2 separate regions of the Mus musculus genome follow, and region 1 is linked to region 2. A link is a contact called in public promoter capture Hi-C data. All regions are on one chromosome and are shown on one strand. Each heading gives the region's core, a stretch centred on a gene start, on an enhancer-like site or on the middle of the called end of the contact. The rest is flanking DNA. Distances are from core to core; before and after follow the strand shown.

The links. Capture Hi-C pulls out chosen DNA fragments and counts their contacts.
Region 1: a contact with region 2 is called in a promoter capture Hi-C map of pancreatic islet. The contact joins two enhancer-like sites. A contact is called at or near these places in 1 of 39 promoter capture datasets (liver), 2 of 15 datasets of contacts at CTCF or cohesin (pro-B cells and stem cell-derived epiblast-like cells), 7 of 484 Hi-C or Micro-C datasets (the AtT-20 cell line, the G1E-ER4 cell line, the N1E-115 cell line and 4 more), 1 of 115 datasets of contacts at active chromatin or transcription factors (embryonic basal ganglia) and 2 of 9 other capture datasets (embryonic tail and pancreatic islet).

Annotation. Positions count from the first base shown.
Region 1 is chr11:84,735,945-84,740,311 of GRCm38.p6, reverse strand. No RefSeq gene overlaps it. Among named protein-coding and RNA genes, the nearest start is that of 1700109G15Rik, 18 kb to the right of the region's middle. Within about 2 kb of position 1,296, at least 36 of the 459 cell types and tissues checked have an H3K27ac peak or open chromatin away from gene starts, as enhancers often do. A contact at or near this core is called in pancreatic islet, where this site is marked.
Region 2 is chr11:84,489,174-84,493,044 of GRCm38.p6, reverse strand. All of the region lies in intron 5 of Aatf (apoptosis antagonizing transcription factor), which reads left to right. Among named protein-coding and RNA genes, the nearest start is that of Aatf, 22 kb to the left of the region's middle. Within about 2 kb of position 1,339, at least 3 of the 459 cell types and tissues checked have an H3K27ac peak or open chromatin away from gene starts, as enhancers often do. A contact at or near this core is called in pancreatic islet, where this site is marked.

The sequences.
Region 1 (4,367 bases), core at 47-2,546, 250 kb before region 2:
ATGGGAATATATATATTCAAACCTAGTACAATGGTGTCTGCTACAAGGGACTTGCAGGACACCTGGTAGCATTAGTTTGTAGCCCACACCCCTCTGTCAAAGGCTTCCTGGCCAACCAAAGTACAGTCTAGTTGAAGGGCAGGAGGCTTCAGCAGAAACCTGTGGATTGGAGAGTCCTGATGCTGTGCTTAGAGCTAGGGTTCGCAGAGGTAGCTAGGCTCTGGGGAGGAGGGTGAGCACCTGCGAGGGTGTGAACAAGGTGCATGGAGGTGAGTCTGCTCTGGTGCTCCTCCCACCTCCTCACTCACATCAGCAGAAAGTGAGGATCCTACATATATTAGCTGCCTTCTGTGTACCAATCCAACGTATTTAGGGCTTCAATGCAAGCTCCTTTAAGACTGAAATATGCACTTAATTCTTCCTAGATTCACAGTGCCTCTCAGGGTCGGGGTGGGCGTGGAAAAACCTAGAATAACAGGACATACAGCTCCTTTTGGGGGTTGTTTTGAGACAGTCTTACCAAGTAGCCCTGGCTGGCCTGGAACTTGCTGTGTAGAATAGGTTGGCCTTTAACCTGCAGTGCTCCCCCTGCCTCTGCCTCCTAAGTGCTGGGATTACAGATGTGTATCACCACACTTCACTTCATAGTTAATGTTAGTAGTCACCTTTACAGTAACTGAACGTGGGAGTGGGTACCATTCTCTCCATTTTACAGATGACAAAAATGGAGGCACAAGGGTTTGTATGGTGTTTTAAGTGGTTGTCAGAATTTGAATTCAGGGCTGCCTATCTGCCTTCCCAAATCCCTGATGATACACCCCCCCCCCCAATTGGGAGGGAGGTTAGATTACAGATGTCCTTGGAAATTTCTTTTGCTTCCTAGGCTCTGTCTTGTTAGCTGATACCTTGACCTGCTCGGCTCCACCCCCAAAAAGGAGAGAGAGAGAGAGAGAGAGAGAGAGAGAGAGAGAGAGAGAGAGAGAGAGAGAGAGTCCTGTCCCTCCTCAGGTGGCTCGTGGCAGATTACTTAGCGTTTGACACGGCATGTCTCTGTGTCACTGTTCCCAGGCGGAATTAAATCAGGACAGGAAAATATTAATTTGGAGTTGGGGACGGAGGCCGCTCATTTCCAATTATTCTCCACCCCGTCAGGCTTATCCTGGCGCAAACAAGGAAGGAGGCTGGATTAATTGCTTTGGACTCTGCCCCACTCCAGCCCCAATTACTGGGCCGGCTTGGCTCCCAGCATTATGAAGCCCACTGCTGTGCAGGAAATTGTGTGAAATTTTCACGGATTTGCAGACGCAATCACAGAGCACCAGATCCAGGGCCAGTGACCGTAAGGTGGCGGCTGGGCCCTCCACAGCTCCAGCCTCGGCCAGCCAAGGTTAAGCTCTTTGTGTATTGTAGGATCATTTGGTTAACCTCAAAGCCCAGGGAGCCGGTCAGACCCTCAGGGGTAGGTTGGCCACAGGAAAACGGAAACCAACTGCTGAGGGGTGGGGGTGGGGCTACTCCAACACCTTCTGTACCTCCTCAGAGGAGCTGGGAGTTTACCTGCAGTGCCTTAAACCTGGATCATTAAAGCTATTTTTCTTTCTTTTCCTCATCTTATAAAAGAGAAGGGGGCAAGGCTGGGCAGTGGTGGCATATACTTTTAATCCCAGCACTTGGGAGGCAGAGGTAGGTGGATCTCTCTGTGAGTTTGAGGAGGCCAGCCTGGTCTATAGAGTGAGTTCCAGGACAACTGGGACTGTTACAAAGTCTTGAAGAGAGGGGAGGGGGAGGGGGAGGCTCAAAGAGGTTGAATAATTTGAACAAGGTGGCTCAGCTTCCTAGTGACAAAGCCAAGACTTAGCTCAGGTCTGGGGCCACTTGTCCCCATCTCTTTCCCTCCTTCCCTGCTTTCCTTTTTCCCTCCCTCCCTCCTGAGCATAGAACCCAGGCCTCATGCATATTAGGCAAATGCTTTTCTACTGAGTCACACCCTAACCCCTCCCCTCTTTTGTGTCCCCACCCCCTAGAGAGGGTTTTACTGCAGACCAGGCTGGCCTTGAACTCATAGAGATCCATCTGCTTCTGTCCCCGGCTGGAATTAAAGGTGCGAGCCACCATGCCTGGTTTCCTGTTGCTTCTAAACGATGGCTGTAAGAGTCTCTTCCCACTGTGCTTCTAAGGCACAGTGTCATTTCCTATCTCACCTCTGCCTCTCCAGCCACTGGGTGCCTGGCACACTGCCCATGGAGCCTACAGAGATGGAAGGATGTGTCCCCGCCATCTGTGTAACTGTGGGTGCTTCTGTATCTAGTCCTTTCCATCCTTCTCATGACCCCAAGGACTTCCTGGGGGTGGAGGTTTCCTGGGGTGAGGGTGGGCCTTCTTGGGTGCAGTTTCCAGATCCAGGGACCTTTTAAGGTCAAACAGACTCCTTGCCAGTTAATATATCTATCTGGTGCACGTGAAGACGCTCTGGTAAAGAAGGCACATTGGGACCCCGATTCTTAGGCCCTCTTCTACCTCCAGAATGGCTTTCCAGGAAGCTCTCACAAACCATTAGGCTCTTCAGAACAGGGTCTGGAAAGGGTTTGGCACAGCCCTACCCATTCCAATTTTTTGCAGAAGGAAACCAAGTCCAGGAGACCCCTGAGACAACAGGAGACCCCTGAGAGTGGAGCTGACTATGGAAGATGACCAGCTGGGGATGTCAAACAGGCCTGTGTGTCTCTTCCTTCTCCAGGGCCCCTCCTTCATGGACTGTCAGTGTCTCAGGGTCCTTCTGGCTGTAAGTCTCTGTGTCTGGCCACTTCAGACTGAGGTTCTCAGGCAGTAGGGGACAGTTTTCTGTACACTCCTTTTCTTCCCCCAGACCCTTAGCATCCATAGAGACCAAGATGGCCTTGTCTCTAACCCTTGTGTAGAGTCAGGAAAATAAGTTTTTAAAAAAGTAATAATAAAGACAAATCTCTGGTGGTGAATGTACTTGTAATTAGATGCAAAACCTAGTCCTGGGCTTCTTGGTAGCCTAAACGAGAAAGGTACGATGACTTCACAAGCTCATACTGTTTAACAGGGGGATTCATATATAATATTCTGAGCATTTATTTCTGGTGACTCTTTAGCCAAGAAGCCCTGGGCACACATAAGGAGTAGGTTTCCATTTTTTACAGAACAGCTCCCCCTTCTTCCCCACAAAACCATTTATGTATGCACACGCTATATGGAAGTGGGCTTCTAAGAGGTGAGGCCTCTCCTGTTGACAAAGTAAAAGGAGGCTGACTGCCCGTGCTCTGCATTGTGGGAGCTTTGATACATGGGTGCCAGTTCTGAGACTGTGACTCAACTTAAAAAATAGAGCAGGAAAATTCTGTAACATTTCCCCAGCACTGACGGGCTGAGTGGGAGGCCACGCAGAAGTTCGTGGAGTATCAATCAACATGGAATCTGAGGACCCCTGCATTGAGAGCAACACATGAGGGGACAAGTTGGGCTGTTAGGGAAGGACCTAGAAAACAGCTTGCGTTCCCATTCTGGCTTCAGCTCAACATCTGAAATCCAGAAGGAATTCCTTGGGAGGAAGGGTGGGCTCGTTTTATGGGGTTCAGAATAGTATATCTCCAGGTAGGTCTGCGAGAGATCTTCTTGATGAGGTTAATAGAGGTGAGACGATCCATCTTACCTAGCAGGCAGGACAAAAAAAGGAGACAGAGAGCTGAGTTCTGGGATTCGTTGTTTTCTGCTTCCTGATTGATAATATAATGTGCCCAGCTCTCCCAGGTTCCTGCTGCCATGACATCCTACTTGAGCCATGAGCCAAGATAAGCCCTTCCTCCCTTAAGTGGCTTCTGCCAGGGTATTTGTTACAGTGGGGAGACAAGTCACTAACACAGCCTCCCAGGCCCCAACATTGCAATGGCCATTTCTTATAAGACTTGACTTTGATACAGGACTAGTCCAACTGAGGAGGAGTTGAGGGATGGGGACAGAGCCAGCAGGCAATGATGACCGTCACAGTTGAGGAAGCCAACGCTATGTAGCCCATAGACCTCAGTCTGTGGAGGGACCACTGTGTGAAAAGTAGGGTAAGGCTTTTGGTGTGGGGCCCAGAGAAGGATCTTGGCTATTGCAAAAATGGTGGAGGAGGCATGTGGTGGACACCACTGGCCTTCCCTCCTCTTTTAGCAAAAGGAACATTAACCATATAGAAGGGAATGCCCCTTTAATGACCAGCACTTAGTTTAGCTTAAGGAACAGGTCCTTGAGCATAGATAGCCCTTAGCTAGCCTCAGCTCCAGTGGCAGCCAGTTCATGATTCCCTTCTGTGATTCCCCAACCTGGAGTTGCCCCAGTCACCTGGTGGGAAGTGAGGA
Region 2 (3,871 bases), core at 90-2,589:
TAGACTTTTGTATATGAAAATGTCACATCACAATGTATACACATCAGTCATTGTGAGGTGTTAGCCAGTGGGTTGAGACAAATGTTCCAACTCAAATCCTTTCTGTTGTTTTCATTAAGACTTATAAAACAATATGAGCAAGAAGAAACCAAGTAAGATGTGTTTGAGAATGGAGATCATTCAATTCATTTTCATCTTAGGGTTTTTTTTTTTTTGTTTTTCTTTTTAATTGTACAAGTGCAGTGCTATACACCACTACATTCAAAAGTCATGAAAACAATCTCATTGGTTCAATTTGCTGTACTATTCTACTCTGTCAGTTCCTGACAGGAAGCATGTACAAAGCCTTGCCTGTGAAGTAGGTGCTGAGGAAGGACTACTGTACAGATGAGGAAATCAAGGGGTGGGAATAAAATCACTTGGCTAGTTAGAGGTAAACCAGAGGCTGATTTTCTTCATTTACCTCAGTCCTTAGTCCTTTGTTGTTGTTGTTGTTTTTAAAGATGTGTTTATTTATTGTATGTATATTAGTACACTTGAGTTGTCTTCAGACACACCAGAAGAGGGCATCGGATCCCATTACAGATGGCTGTGAGCCACCATGTGGCTGCTGGGAATTGAACTCAGGACTTTGGAAGAGTAATCAGGGCTCTTAACCACTGAGCCATCTCATCACCCCTCAGTCCTTATTCTTGATCACACTGTCCAGTCACTGTGCGGATAGTTAATCTTATGACCTATTCAAAGAAAAGATGAGGAAATACATAGAAATAAGTGCCAAAGCTTAAAGAATGTAAAGCAGAAAGGAGAAACATGGAGAGGGATATGTTATTAAGATAGGTTTGGGTAGAGACCAATGATAAAAGGTCTCACTGATTTAAAAGGAGGCCTTGAGTGTATTGTTCTTATCTTGATTGATAGCAGTGGCTGCAAGCTCTCCCTTCCTCCTGCCTGGCATTGAAGACTTGAAAGGAGGAGCAGCAAGTCAATGGATCAAGCTGATTCCGCCCCAAGTCTACGTGGTCAACACAATACCATCCTGAGAGGGTTAGAAGCAAGGGCGGTAATCACACTGCTGAGGAAGGTGTCGTGAAGGACCGTGACATGCAGGAGGATGTTGCCTCACTGAGCATGTTTGCTCCTTGCCCAGAACCCTGTCCTGGAACATTCGTGACAGACAGACAAGTGATGCTGTTCTAGAAGAGTAGTATTGGAGATGACTATATTGACCTTAGTGACGTCGGGGTGTGGTGGAGGTAGATGTTGCTGACTCAGTGCAGCATGGCCTGGAGTATTCTCAGTGCAGCTAGCAAATTACAGTGGTAACACTGCTGTGGCAGGGTGAGGACCTGCAAATGCACCTGCCAGGGTACAGCCTCAGCCAGCTGCCAGGGCCACAGGCAAGTACATCACTCCTGATATCATAAATAGCCAACCTGGGGAGTCTGTGAGCAAAACAGTGTTGTGGTTGCACTACCCTTGGTGGTGGTCTCAAGAACCCAGGTTGCCTCTACTGTTAACAAACTTCTTGGACCTTGCTGTTGCCATCATAACGAGCAGAGAGAATGTCACTAACACCAAGGTTCGTAAGATACTAATGAATGAAACTCCCAAAACTATGGTTGACACCCTGGACATGACACGGGAGCAAATAACTGCACAGCTGGAACTACTTAACAGCTCACTGGCAACAGACAGTGATCCAGAGCTTACTCTGAAAGAATGTTTGCTTGGATCGGTGTAGCCTTTACCCTCTTGTTTCTCTGCCTCAAACTGTTAGGCCAACAGACAGAATATCGAATGCTAACAGGGATCATTACAACTCTGTGAGCTATCAACGGTTCAGAGATTTCCCCTGGCCTGCCTGCGCTCTTTGATCTTTTCAGTGTTCAAACTGGTTTCAATGAGTATGCAAGTGTGCTCGAATTTGGCCAGTATGTTGCTGGAGGGCAAGCTGCTGGAGGGCAAGCTGCTGGTGGGCATTGGGTGGGGTGGGAGTTTGCTTTCCATGAACAGCACAGTTTTCAAGATAGCAGAATTTATTAATCTTTTGTATGCTGTTCTTCAACTGACCATCAAAGTAGGGTGGACTAGGACCATGCAACAATACCAGGGGTTGAATAATCATACTGTCTAATTGAAGACAATCTTAGACAAGTAGGTTCAAGAATATACCAAAAACCATGCCTGCTAGGTTCCATCAGCCACGCAGCACTGATCCTGACCCAACGTTGGAGGTCATCCACAGTCTCCTGTTGTAATGTAGAATGGCAGCTACAAGGTACTACTTGGAAAGTTACTACCTCGTAAGCATCACCGTACATATGAACCACTCAATCTCACTTAGTTTAATAAAAGAAAGAAGGGGTTGGGGGGAGAGAAAGGAAGGAAGGAAAGGTTTGGAGAATATTAAGTTCTCAGAGCTAGAGCTAGGAAGACCCTCAAGACATCAGTTGATGTCGTCTGTCCATAGGCAGGTGTAAGACGTTTCTTAGGTGATGAAATAATAGGTAAATAGGTATGTTTCTTTTTTCTTTTTTAGATTTATTTTTTATATGTGTGTGTGTGTGTGTGTGTGTGTGTGAGTATGTATGAGTGTTTTGCCTGTATGTGTGGGTGTTTGTGGGTATGTATGTATGTATGTATGTATTTATACCAGGTGTATGCATGGTACCTGTGGAGGCCAGAAGAGGAAGTTAGATCCCCTGAAACTGGAATTACTGATAGTTGTGAGCCACCATGTGAGTTCTGAGGCTTGAACTCAGATCCTCTGTAAGACCAGCAAGTACTCTAAACTGTTGAGTCCATTTGTGCAACCCCCTGTTTTTTCCTTATAAATACAATATGTATCATTATATGAGCTTTGGAAAAGCTAAGCAAAATTAGGCAATAGTCTCCCCTAATTCTAGCAGTTAGCTAGGTACTTTTAAGCTAGGTATGTGTAAGCTACCGTGTAAGCATGCAGTTCACACACACAAGAGTTAAAGACAGGACGGAGTACCACACTGTGTGTGTGTATGTGTGTTGGGGACAGAGTTAAATACTTTCAGTATTTTGGTATGTGTTTTTTTTATTCACCCCAGATGTTTCTTTTCTATGTATATAGTTAGAAAATAGGAACTTATTCTAAATTGTTGTGTACTCTGATGTTTCCCTTGTAACATGACTTTTTCTGTGTTCCACAGCATTATTTCTTTTTTTTTTTTAAAATTAGGTATTTTCCTCGTTTACATTTTCAATGCTATCCCAAAGGTCCCCCATACCCACCCCCCCAATCCCCTACCCACCCACTCCCCCTTTTTGGCCCTGGGGTTCCCCTGTACTGGGGCATAGAAAGTTTGCAAATCCAATGGGCCTCACTTTGCAGTGATGGCCGACTAGGCCATCTTTTGATACATATGCAGCTAAAGACAAGAGCTCCCGAGTACTGGTTAGTTCATATTGTTGTTCCACCTATAGGGTTGCAGTTCCCTTTAGCTCCTTGGGTAATTTCTCTAGCTCCTCCATTGGGGGCCGTGTGACCCATCCAATAGCTGACTGTGATCATCCACTTCTGTGTTTGCTAGGCCCCGGCATAGTCTCACAAGAGAGAGCTATATCTGGGTCCTTTCAGCAATCTTGCTAGTGTATGCAATGGTGTCAGCATTTGGAAGCTGATTATGGGATGGATCCCTGCATATGGCAATCACTAGATGGTCCATCCTTTCGTCACAGCATTATTTCTAATGACAGTGTAGACTCTCATCATATGGTATTTTAACTGCTTCTTTATTGTTGGACATTTGGGTTGTTTCCAGGTTTTCCTTTTCCTAAATGATGAACAGAAATCTTTGTTATTGAATCTCACATTCAAGATCACCTTGTTACAGAA